2 separate regions of the Mus musculus genome follow, and region 2 is linked to region 1. The links are chromatin contacts, called in public Micro-C maps. All regions are on one chromosome and are shown on one strand. Each heading gives the region's core, a stretch centred on a gene start, on an enhancer-like site or on the middle of the called end of the contact. The rest is flanking DNA. Distances are from core to core; before and after follow the strand shown.

What was found. Hi-C and Micro-C count contacts between places; a contact is called where the count stands out from the background.
Region 2: a contact with region 1 is called in a Micro-C map of brown adipocytes, with 7 times the contacts expected there. The contact joins two enhancer-like sites. A contact is called at or near these places in 5 of 484 Hi-C or Micro-C datasets (beige adipocytes, brown adipocytes, embryonic stem cells and 2 more).

Annotation. Positions count from the first base shown.
Region 1 is chr14:23,042,808-23,049,149 of GRCm38.p6, reverse strand. All of the region lies in intron 6 of Lrmda (leucine rich melanocyte differentiation associated), which reads right to left. The region is part of intron 2 of Gm10248 (predicted gene 10248); the gene reads left to right. Among named protein-coding and RNA genes, the nearest start is that of Gm10248, 49 kb to the left of the region's middle. Within about 2 kb of position 2,554, at least 19 of the 459 cell types and tissues checked have an H3K27ac peak or open chromatin away from gene starts, as enhancers often do. A contact at or near this core is called in brown adipocytes, where this site is marked.
Region 2 is chr14:22,843,768-22,849,797 of GRCm38.p6, reverse strand. All of the region lies in intron 6 of Lrmda (leucine rich melanocyte differentiation associated), which reads right to left. Among named protein-coding and RNA genes, the nearest start is that of Gm30926, 45 kb to the right of the region's middle. Within about 2 kb of position 2,072, at least 25 of the 459 cell types and tissues checked have an H3K27ac peak or open chromatin away from gene starts, as enhancers often do. A contact at or near this core is called in brown adipocytes, where this site is marked.

The DNA of each region.
Region 1 (6,342 bases), core at 1,305-3,804:
GATATCTGGGTTTGTAGTCAGCATTTTCAGTTGAAGATGTGTGGGTACCACGGCTGCAAGGACACTTGCTGGCTCTCCTTCCCATGTCTGGGGAGGATGCACTGGACATTGTCCTTGCTTTTGGCTACCCACCTCCACACACGCCATCCAGTATTATACAAATGAGAAGCACCAGGGGATGCTTATTCTAGACTCTGCCACTGTGTTGGGGTGGTCACTGAATGCTGCCATCTTCGCCTGCAGGATATTTTTGGCTTCTGGCTTACATGTGCTAACATGTGTAAACTTGCCTGGTAATTTTCCTTTGAGAAGGTGCCAGTTATGCACAGTTCTGTTTTGACAGTTTAACTCCTTACTTGCTTCTTAAATACCAAGTCAAATATTTTCTGTTCTTAATATTCTCCTTTCTACTTTCAGAAGAGTATGACTTCATTCCCATGTAATATTCCTCTACCGGCTTTTGCAAACTATGAATATAGTCCAGTGACGTCTTATCTTTTCTGCCATCATTTAGTGGTAAGAGCCCCATTTCCCAGAGTAAATTTGTGTGTTGTTGAATTACAGCAGGAGAGGTTGAGCTGTCTGGGAAAGTTTGGTCACATTTTACCATGTTTATCTCTGGCTGATTTCATTTTATTTTTTTCATTATTTCTACCAAGGTTAATCCCACCCTATGAATTCGAGATCTTGGGATGTAAATCGCGGGTCAGTGTTTTTATCTATGACAAATCATATTAGATTCAAGGTTCCATTGATGCCAGTTCTTCCTCGGGCTGATTATTTCTACTGGCAATGCTTATCATAAATTAAAGGACAGCTTTTATTTGTTTCTTAGCACCTGGAGCCCAATGTGGACATTCTAGATGTAAAACAAGATTCAAGTTATGGGGTTATGACAGGATGCTTTCTGTAAACACAGTGAACACAGAGTCAGATCTCACAATATGGCCATTAATTCAAAGGTTAGGATGCAGACAAAGAGCCTCTCAGATTAAACTTAGAGAAATGTGTGCTTGGCCTCAGTGCTCAAACACTGAGATGGCCTGAAGGGTGGTTCATAACTATCCCTTGAGAGTCTAGATTGTGAAGCCTGCTCAGCCGGATGCTGGGCCATGTCAGGCCTCACCCTGTATCTGAAGGAAGCACAACACCAGGGGGAAAGGCTCTAACTGTAGTGAGGTGACTGTGACGGGCAAGCATCCTTGCCTCCAGACCAGGGAGGCTGGACAACTCAGGGTGAGAGTGAGCAGACAGGTTGACATGTCATAAAGCAGAGTCTGTAGGAAATATGCTCTGGGCTCCCAGGGCAGTTGAAATGAGGCTTGTCATCTTAGGAGGAAAAGGAGTTAGGAAAGGGAGGACAGGAGGACACACACACACACACACACACAAACACACACTTTTTCTACATAGCAAGACCAGTTTTCCCTTTGTGTATGCAAGTTTTAGACATCCTTGTCCATTGATCAGACGCCCAGGCACCATCCCTGCTGTCTCTCCTTGAGCCCACGGATATCATGGCCAGGTGAAAGATACTCCAGACCTTCTGAACCATCACAGAACATGTATCCACTAAGAATCCTAGTTAGGAGAGCCACTGGGCCTTTGCTCACATGTCCTTTCCAATTTGTTTGCAATATGAGCAGGCCCTCTATGAAAGACCCTCGGAGCCAGCATCTATCTCTCACCTCCACTCACAGAATTTTGATCAGAATGAGATATGGTAGAAATAAGAGACCAAATCTACTTTCCTTGCTTGAACAAGTCCCCTCCCTCTTCAGAAATAAGTTTGTAAATCTTGCTGGGCCAAGCTTTGTTTGTTTACTTATTTGCCTTTGCATTGTCAGTTCTGTTCTGTCCCAAATAAAAAATGAGAGCAGAGAACACCCTTCTTCCTGATGTCCGAAAGAGCAGTTTACTTACGCCCAGCTGTTAGCATTACTTTGTCCTTCCCTGAACTCTTTAGTCAGACACATAATGCTAAGTTCTGCTTTTATAGCTTATTTTTCAGGTGTATTATTTATTTGTTCAGTCTTCTTCACAGGCACAAGGGCCTCCCGAGAACTTCAAAGATCACCACCAACAGGACACTGGCTCATCCTTTGCTGCTTCTTCACGGAGGGCAAAAGGAGCTGTAGAGTGGGCCAGCAAGAGGGGCATAATGGATGTGAGAAGGGCTAGATTCCAAGGTGCACGCTAAGATGGGATGCAAATCAAGTGTAGTTCATCAGGTGCCTTTCCAGCAGCTCCTGGATGGATCTCACCCTGGCTGTCATTCAAAATGGACAGTGCTCATGTGGGAAGACTTCATGTTTCTGTTTCAAGAGAACGAAGAAATCTTTCAGAAAGGAGACAGGGGCCAGAGGGTGTGTGTGAGGAAAGTACAGAGGGGAAGAAGGGGGAAAGAGAGGGAAAGGGAGAGAGAAGTAGAGGGGTGAAAGAAAAGTAGAGGGAGGAAGGAAGGGAGACAGAGACAGAGACACAATCACACCCCCTCCACCACTCCCAATATCTCTGTATTTATCCTTTCCACTTCATCTTTTGAAGTCAGAATCGTAGCCACTAGAGGGCAGCATGCAGTTAGGAAACAGCCACGGCTTTCTTTAAATAAATAAGGGCAACTATTCAGGGAAGGCCATTAAAGCCACACTGTGCTTGTGGTCACCAATTACACGTTCTGTAATGATCAATATGTCATGTTTACCCAATCTGAGCTGAAGGCTATCTGGGACTGAGGCTACCAAAGGCCCCCCTCTCTATGACACATTTAGGTTCCTTCTGCCTCCGTTTCAGGGGACTAGTCTTCCTTACCAGCCATGGTTAGTTTTAGCTCAGGGCTTTGGTTTTGGATTTGTTTTTTGTTTTTAAATACTACCTGCACAAATATAAAGAAGCATGCAAACCAATAAAAACAGATCCTCTCTTAGAAAAAGGAAACAAAAAGCACTTGTACCATGGGCACTCCCCCAAAGAAAAGTGACATCCATTGGCGTGGAGTTACCATTCTCTGGGAGCATATTTTAAGTTATTTTTATTTTTTGACTCAAGTGACCATTGGGTCAATACACAGAAATCATGGCTGCTGCTTTTTTAAAGGCAGGTTTTTCTTGCTTAAAACCCAATGAGTGTCTTCCGTCCCTTCTCAGAATATCTAGTCCAGAGTCATCACTCACACTGAGAACAGCAACCGAGTGACCTCCCATACTCTAAGAGACATTGGTATGTGCAGCTTCCACAGATATTAAGCCCAACCTGGTTTTAAAGTCCAGGAAATGGCATTCTAAACTAAAATCACATGGAATGAAAATAATTGAGAGGATTCAACCCAAGATGACAAAAACCAGTTACTTGGTTCTTCTCCCTCCACCCCAAGTAACACAGCGCAGAGTGCAGCAGAAGCCCTAGCAAGCAGGACAGGGCTCCTGCCCTCTTTCTAGGCATTCTCTCAATGTAACAGTCGTGTGACAAAGCAGCCACAAAGGAAAGGTGGGGCCCAGTTAATTAATTAGATTATTATCTCATGATTAAGTGGAAACTTTGAGTTCTCTCTCACCCATAAAAGCAACAGTCTCACTAGATTTGCCAGAGTGGCTGCAGTTGAGGGTTACCAGTGAGGATGACACAATCAGGAAGTAAGATGGGGGTGGGGGTGGGGGTGGGAGAAGTGAATGCTACTCAGAAACACAGCATCCTTCCTCTGCACAGACTTCAGAAGGGTTCAGACAGCAGATTCACACACACACCACCAAGCCCAAGCTACATCTTAGGTGTTCAACAAATAATTTGTATAGACTGGTGATGGAAGTCAGAAGGCAGCCTCATCTGTCATTTTTTCAATTTATTCTATCTTTTAAGACAGCCTTTTGGGGGGGGGTTACAGATTACCCATTCAGCTACAGTGGGTTTCCAGGACTCTCTAGGCTGGGGTGATAAGTACATAGCAATATGCCTGGCTTTATCACGCATGCTTGTCTTAAGAGATGGAACATGACTCCTCAGGTTTGCTTCCCACTGAGACGTCTCCCCATATCTAAGTTGATATTTGTGGACTGAGCACAATGGCCTAAGGGTGCTTCGGAGCCCATACATTTGACATGCCAAAGAGTTGGGTGTCCTCTCCCTAGGAACTGGTTCTCCTTGACTTTCTCTCCATGGGGACCATCCCCAAAACTTCCAATTTAGTGGGTCTGAGTCTGGGACGAGAAATTTGTTTCTTTTGGAAAATTCCCAGATAATGTTGCAGAATGATCTTTAAGAAAGTCTGTTCTAGAACAACCTAAAGGCCCCTCCCCACCCTGCCCTTTTCTTTGGTAAAGTAAATGCCCTCATTTTTATTCATATTTAAAGTTAGAGACACAAAGAATCTGGCTAGTTGAAGATCTTACTGTATTGCACTCTAGTAAATAGAAGTTTTATTTGCTTCCCAAGAGCAGCCAGAAAACAAATGGCACCTAAAACAGATAAGTAATGACTGACTGAAGCGAGGGACAGCTCTTGTCTAGCACAGTATCAGGCCCTTAGTTCAAACTTCAGCACTGAAATAAGAAAAAAAAAAAGATGCACAATATTTGGACATTCAAGCTTTCTCCCATTTTGGGGTTTTATTTTAGTGGCATGCTGATTGCATTAACAGGAGAAGAAAGCAGAGAATGGGGTAGGACTGGGGGTGAGCCTGTAAAACATGATTTATGAAGTACAGAGCAGGGGGAATTGGGAAAACAGCTTTCCAGATATCTTTGCTCCTCCTCCAAGCTGCCAGGCCCCTCTATGAACACACCTGAGAAGTGGGGTTTCCTGGCAGAGTGTGAACAGGGGTGCTGGCTGTGCTCTTAAGAAGACATTCACATTTTGGTTTCAGATCTGTTCTCATCGAGGGCTAGCATCAAAAGGTGGAGGCAGGGCTTTCTCTACAGTTCTGTGTGCTTCCTTGGGCTGAAATTTATCCAAGGAGTTATTGAAAATAAACCCAGGTTTTTAGAAAAGAGGTCAGGGAGGGGCAGGATGGAACTCTCAGACGAAATTAAGCAAATGTAGTAACAACTGAGATTGTTGTAATTCAAGCCCCTAAAGGGCTTCCTCCCTGAGCACACTGACCCAAACTCCGTCTGCCCTCCATTAAAATCCAAGTGAACTGGTTCTCCATAGATGATATCATAATCTTTCTTAGTTCTAGGGTAGTCAAAATTGCCTCTCTCAAAGAAAAACAAAGAGGATCTGTTGATATTTGATCTAATTGAATGAAATTTACATTGTCTGTCTCTCCCTTCCTCTTACCCACCCCTCCCCCCTTCTTCATTCCTTCCTTTCTTCTTTCTCCCACCCCTGCCTCTAGCTCTCTCTGTCCAAAAGTGTGTGTCCAAAAGTCTACTGTTGCAGAATCACAATACTTGGACACTAACAAACTGTACTCCTGAATGTCTTCAACTACCCATCCTCCACCTTCTTGACACATGCTTTTATGTATGTGTGTATATATACATGCACACATGTGTGTACATCAAGACAAAGAAGCACACAAGAGCACTAGAAACTTTCTGGACCCTATTTCTTGCTCAAGATGAAAGCCTAGTAAATACAAAGTACATTAGAAAGGCCTTCATTAGGGTTAGCCTCATTAAAACTTAATGAAGTTACCAGTCTCCCCAGCAATCTTACGAAGGTTTTATTTTGTTTTGTTTTGTTTTTTGCCTGTCAATGGAGCAGTCCCAGGCAGAGAAACAGTAGTGACAGTAGGTGATGCCAGGTGTTATCTGTCCCTGGAATGTACTACTTTGATGACTTAAGATATCACCCCCTTGTTTTAGTTTGACTCTTATTTGTCTGGATTCACCCTGTGGTAAGTTAACATGCCTCCATACTGGAAAAACAAAGATTGCCTATTGTCCAGTATAGCCTAATAGAATACATCTGGCTCTGACAGTTTGATGCCCAGCTCTGAGCCACATTCAGTAACACAAATTAACAGCATAGACATTGCCCACGCTGAGCAGGAAGCAATAACCAGCTACCTGCTACTTGGCCAAAATCTCATTATAAGCCATTACGGTAATTGAGGGCCAAGACTGTGGATATTACACTCCCTGTGCACCAGTGGTTAGTTGAGGAGAAGAAAGACTTGTAATGGAGGAGGTGGGGCAGACAGGAGAAGTGAGGCTGTCACCATGATGTTCTGTGGTGCTGGGGTAGGGAAGGGGTGTTCCTGAGCCATTTCTCTTCTTGCCTTTGAAGCCCACATGACCCCAGGAAGATGATGTAACTTTTGGTCGGCCTCCAACAATGCTATGCAATTAAAAATTGGTTTGAATAAGTAATGGGGACAGCCATAGAGGGAAGATAGGGCAA
Region 2 (6,030 bases), core at 823-3,322, 200 kb after region 1:
AGAGACATTGATTATTTGATTTCAGCACTGCAGGAGGCAAAAGTTCCACAGAGATTCTAAAGGAGCAGATGAAGGCAGTGAGAAATTAGACATAAGAAGGAGAGCTTTCCCTTGAGAAAACAAAATTTGTGGAGAGTATCATTGCATGGTTGCCTTAATCAAAACCAAAATGGACTGTGTCTTATCCTCTTGGACTTGACTTGATGTGGGGGGAACTGATGAGCTACAGAAAGATAAATAAGGAATAAAAAGCTAATCCACCAAGGAGGAGATGTTTTATTGCTCTCCCACAGATGTCCTTCCTAACAATACAGGATACCCCCCCGGGGGGGAAGGTGGGAATAGAAGTGGGGGTGTAACAATTTATACAGGGACCTTGGGGTAGTCTGTATTGGGGAATTAGCATTGCATTATTTTCCTGGCTCCCCATCCCTTTTGTCATAGAATTGAGAAAGCCTTGCCTTGCAATAGCAGAAAGAGTTCGCATCCCATCCCCAGGGACAGAACTCTGACCTACTAGACTAAGGAAGCCACAAATGGAAAATTCCAAGTTCTTATACTCTTTTATTCTCATGTTAATGCTTCTGCAGAGAGTATTTAGGGAAACAGATGCACAAAAATAATAAATTACTGAGGGCCAGGAACTCCTCTGGCAACACTGGGGCCTTGTTCCAGGATGGTCTTACATCTCTTTGTGTTTGCAGAAGAAGTCCAGAGGGGTCAAGGGGAAAACCCCTGCTTTCATTTGATGAAAAAGTACAGCTAGCCTCGACATGAGAGAATCCTTGATCAAACCCTGTCAGGATTTGAAAGCTGCGAAAGCTGCATTCTACTTCCTTCAGGCTACCTCAAAGGCAATGAACACATCCTTCAGGACCAGGCTTCAGGGAATAGCAATTCCCGGGTCTCCATCAGCAGATCCTGTCTGAGTTCAAGGACATCCCTTCTTTCTTGAGGACTAACCTAAAAGAGCCTCCCCTTGCTTTTAGCCCCTGGCCACTTCCTATGTATTCTCTCTAAAAAGAAGGTCTTCTGTACCATCTTTGGAATAGCCTCACCCTGGTGCACATCCTCAGCTGAGAGAAATATCTAAGTGTACTCGGCAAAGTCAAATCACTTGATGTTCTTCTCTTGCCATGCAAACAAAACTACTTTACTCCACCCTAGACACATTTGAAGAAGAAAAGATAGACAGAAAAGTAGAACAACCATAACTAGCTCCTGCTAGAAAGGGCCCATTTCCTACTTCTGCTGTGGTTACTATTGGAAATAAGGTCAGAAGGGCATCTCTTTCACACCCTCAAAGCACCCACAGGTGTTTTCTACTCAGTCCCCACGAAAGGCTTCCTCGCAATCCTTCTATCTTAACTATTCTATTAAATAAACACCAGAGAAACCCATTATTTTGCAATAAGCTCCTGCACTGGGCCCCCATAACACAGGATAAAAATAAAAATAGAGTCAGCCACACTAAAGCTCTAAAGGGAAACTGTGCTCTGTGGGTTTTCCAGAAATCAGGAAAGATAGGAGCCACATTATTGCTGTTACTGTTGCTTTTCTAAGCAGTGGTTACTACCCTTCCTAAGGCTGAGACCCTTTGATATAGCTCCTTGTGTTTTGGTGACCACCTCCCAAATAATATAATTATTTTGTTACTACTTCATAACTTTGATTATTGTCTATTGTTATGAATCATAATGTAAATATCTGATAAGAAGAATATCTGATATGTGACCCCCCCCAAGGGGGTCAAGATTCACAGGTTGAGAACCACTGCACAAATTAATTCAATCAGTGGTCATAATACACTTCCTTCCATTTTAATCCTTACCACTACCAAAGGAGCCATGAAGTAACATTACATGAAGCAGTCAGCTAATTTTCTATTATTCAGTTTCTGAGTCACAAACAAAAAGTCAACTTGAAATGATCAATGACTACTGGGTCCTTATTTCTGCTTTCTGCAGTCCTTCTATGACCTTACAAACAATTTCCTCTAACTCAGCTCTCTTGGGTACTTGTAACCCAAGTTACAGAATCAAGTCTTGCTCAACTTTAGAACTGCAAACAAAGTCAACAAAGATTTTTACAGCATACTGGCCATAATTTTTCTTTCCACACTCTGTTCCTCACCCTTCTGTCCAGTGTGGTCTCTTCTTCCTAGGGTAATTTCTGTGTCCAATTAGATTGTAGGGTTCTTGGTAGCAAAGCTGATGGCCATGCTCCTGCATCTCTGGAGTGTCCCTGGCCAGGTTCCACCTGTTACTACATCTTGTGAAACTTGTGCACCACACACTGATGGCAGAAGCAGAAACAGACCCCAGCAGTGACCTGAATCACGTGGAACTCTGAGGAAGGGAAATGAAAAGCCACCACCTCCTAATACCACACCCTTTATAAAACACACACATCCCAACAAATCCAAGGGTTATTGGAAAACTGACAGCCTTCTTCCTTGACCAGCCCTAGCCAAAGAGAAAATTCAATAGAATGAAGAGAAAAGCAGAGCCGTAAATATTAATGGCTGAGACAAGGACACTGGAGGACAGCAAGCTGCACAGAACAGGTGTTTGCTTCCCCCAGTTTCAACCCAGTTGCAGCCAACGACGTCATCCTTTGGCCTTCTTGGGCTTACCGACAGGCCATTTTTCATGATTTTACCATCTCTGGCCAAATGCAAACTTTTTAAATTAAATGTACTGCATGATTCCAGATGTTTGTTTATTTGTTCCAAAAAAAAAGGTGGGGGAGTTGTAAAATCACTACATGTGGAAAATCCCAGGGCAGTGGGTAAAGTTTTGTAGAAGACACGAGGAAACTGAGTTAGAAGTATCTGGAACTTGGAATGTAACTCGCAGGCTCAGCTTTCAGCAGAACAATCTAGAGCAAAAGCACTGGCATCCCGTAACTTCTTTCCACGAGCTCACTGCTGAGCAATAAAAGTTGCTGGGCATCTATTCCCTTTTAAATGAATGTAACTCAACTGCAGGCCAAAGGATAGAATAAGAACAATTCTCATCTCAGCTTTGCCTGCTTACTGTATGTTTGTTCCTGTAGTAGCCACAGGATTCAGAACATTAAATTACTCAGTCTTCCATTTAACAGGCCAGATTGTAGTGCACGCCTGAGTGGCAGGAGAGAATCCTGTGGAAAGGAACAGAGATGGGGAACAGAACCAGACCACAGCTTCCCACACAGAAGACTGCCCCAAACATACTCAGCCTCCGAGCCTCTTGAACTTGCTGCAGAATGCATCTCAGGCTCCTTCCTTCATTCTCTGCCTCTTCTGCCAGTCGCTTGGATCACTGAAGACTGGGATACTTCAACTATCCTAACTGAGGGCAGAGTTGTACATTTCAGGCTCAAAGGCCAAATTACAAATGCTCTGATAAAGAGAGATAGAAAAGCTCATTTCCTTTAACGCCTGAGCCATGGTGAGTAAGAACATTGACAGCCCCAAACAGGAATCCTATGGCTGCCACAAGGTCCCCTTATATGTCCCACTTTTGGCCACTGGCAGTCTGTCTGACTCCTGCTGTCTGCCCTATCTGTTAAGATGTTATTATCTACATTACCTTTGCTAGAAGCCTTATTTCTAGCACAATGACTCTAGCCTGGTATCAAGAAATCAAAAACTTTTAAACCAAGGGCAAACTCCCATGGCTGTCATCCTCCAGTGGCCATCTGGACTCCAAATCCTTCTGTTTGCAATGTCTTGACTTCCTATATGCCATTTCACAAGCCTACAGCACTCACAGGATTCTGTGTCCTTTCCGGAGTCATATGGGACCAAATCTCTTACAATCCAAGAATCGAAGGTCTAAGGAGGCCGAGGCAAGAGATGATGTGTTCAAGGTCAGCCTCACCTAAAGAGCGAGACCCTTTCACAACCACATACACAAAGCTCTTTTTAAATAAATATAGCCCCCCCCCCCAGTCTGGTCAAGACTGGTAACAATTTGGGGCCATTATGTATAAAGGAACTGTATCCTCAACTTGTCAGTTCCATCTAATCTTATCTCCTGCTTCTTCACCCACATCTCTTCTCTGGAATGCCTTTCTTTTGCCCTCTCCCCTACTGCATCCCTCTAGGTTCCTCAAAGCTCACACTCAAAATCCTCTAAATGGCCACGCCTCTCTTCCCTGACTCCCTCCTCCAGTGATGCCCTGCACATGTGCGTTCTATCAAGCACTCTCACATTAAGTTGTCTAATGCATAGGGCGTTGGCTTCCTGCCATTGTGTCACACACAGTAGTTCCTCATCCAGACATAAATGCTTCAGAGACAGATGAATTTCTGAATTCTCACATTCAAACAGAGGTGATGGATGCAGTAGATAGGAACGACAGGCCTGCTGGGAGATCCCTCCAGTGACCTTTGCTCCTAGGAATCATGTCCTTTTGAGTCATGTGTGAGCACATCTCAGTTTGCCTTTTATAACAAAGGGCTAAGAATCGGCCCCCCTGTAGTGGCTCCTATCTGTAGTGCAGGCACTAGGAGGCTGCGGTAAGGGGATCATGAGTTCAAGATTGGCCTGAAATACATGGTAAGATCCTGTCACAGATACCCTCTCACAAATAAGCAGAAAGCCTTGAAGAATCGGCCTGCAGTCCTAACGTCATTAGAACATGTCGGCTCTTTCATACTGCACAGTCTAGGTCTCATGGTCTTTTTTATTGTAAGGAGACATTTACTTCCACGTTTTACTTAGACTTTTGAGAAAAAAAAAATGAAAAAAAAAAAAAGGTCCACTTTTCTCCTTCCAGTTTACTGAGGTAAGGTTGTGGAGGAGGGGAAGTAAAAATCCATTTTTCCCCCTTTGCTTTGTTTAGGGGACAGAAGAATGAGATTGGTAGCCTGCCTGTGTCTGTGAGTGTTCCACAATTCTGCCCAAAGAATAGAAATGAAGCGCTCCCAGGGATTACGAGTAAAAAATCATCCGTGGAGGGAAAGGCTAGGAAATGGACCCTTATGGATTTCATATGCTTGAAGGAGGTTGCTTACAGTTCCTGGCTAACATCCATGCCAGTCTTGGTAATAGTCTAGCAGATTCATCCATCTTCAGATTCCACTCGGCTTGCCCTTCCATCACTGCCGACCTCCCAGACAGCCGACACACATTTGCACATCCATCTATATACACTCGGAAGTTTTAATCTACACGGCCCTCCATTCCAATCCACCCAGCCCGGCTTGGTGCATGGTGAAGCTATTGACCCTGCAAAGTAGCAGAGAGATGAATTTGATGACCCAGACTAGAGTTTTTAAACCATTCCAGCAAGGTCTAGAATCAAAGGAAAAGTACAATTTATTCAGCACTTAGTAAAGTCCTTTTACGTGGGAACAGAGCGCACACACAGAAAATAGACTCCCACTGCCGCACAGATGAAATAAACCTGTCAACTACAACTGTCAAATCATGAGTCACCTTGATTAAATAAAGGAGACTTGAGCTTCACCTGGCATCTGAGAATTCCACCAAGAATATGCACATAAAAGCATTATGAAGGAAAGAAGTCTAAAGTAATGGGTTCTGTTCAAAATGTCATCAGAGGAAATCATTTTACATAATTAGAAAATGCTAATAATAGTTCCCCACAAGAAACCAACATACCCACCCCCCCTCACAGCCAGGGCTTAGGCATAGCAAGGGTTTTGAAAGATAAGTCAAGGCCTTGCTGCCATTTAACAAGTCTCTGCTAAATGTGTCTTAGCAGCAGGCAATATTTTTTTCTCTTCTCTCTCATTGTTTGTTTTCTAGTTTTTAGTACACTCTGTGGATAAATTTCCATCAAACATGCTTAATAAACTTCCAATAAATGAGTGCCAGTTTATTATTAGTATTGCTGTCTTGCTGTGGTTTACAGAGTACTGAATCCAAAGGCTCTCCTACTTCAAACAACAATGCTAATTATAGGTGGAAAAACATCATCTCCTGGGTAGTTGTCATGAAGATACAACTGGATGGTGCAGTCAATAATAAGAGAACCACTTTAGTCACGTTAGTCTGAGCTAAACTGGACTCTACC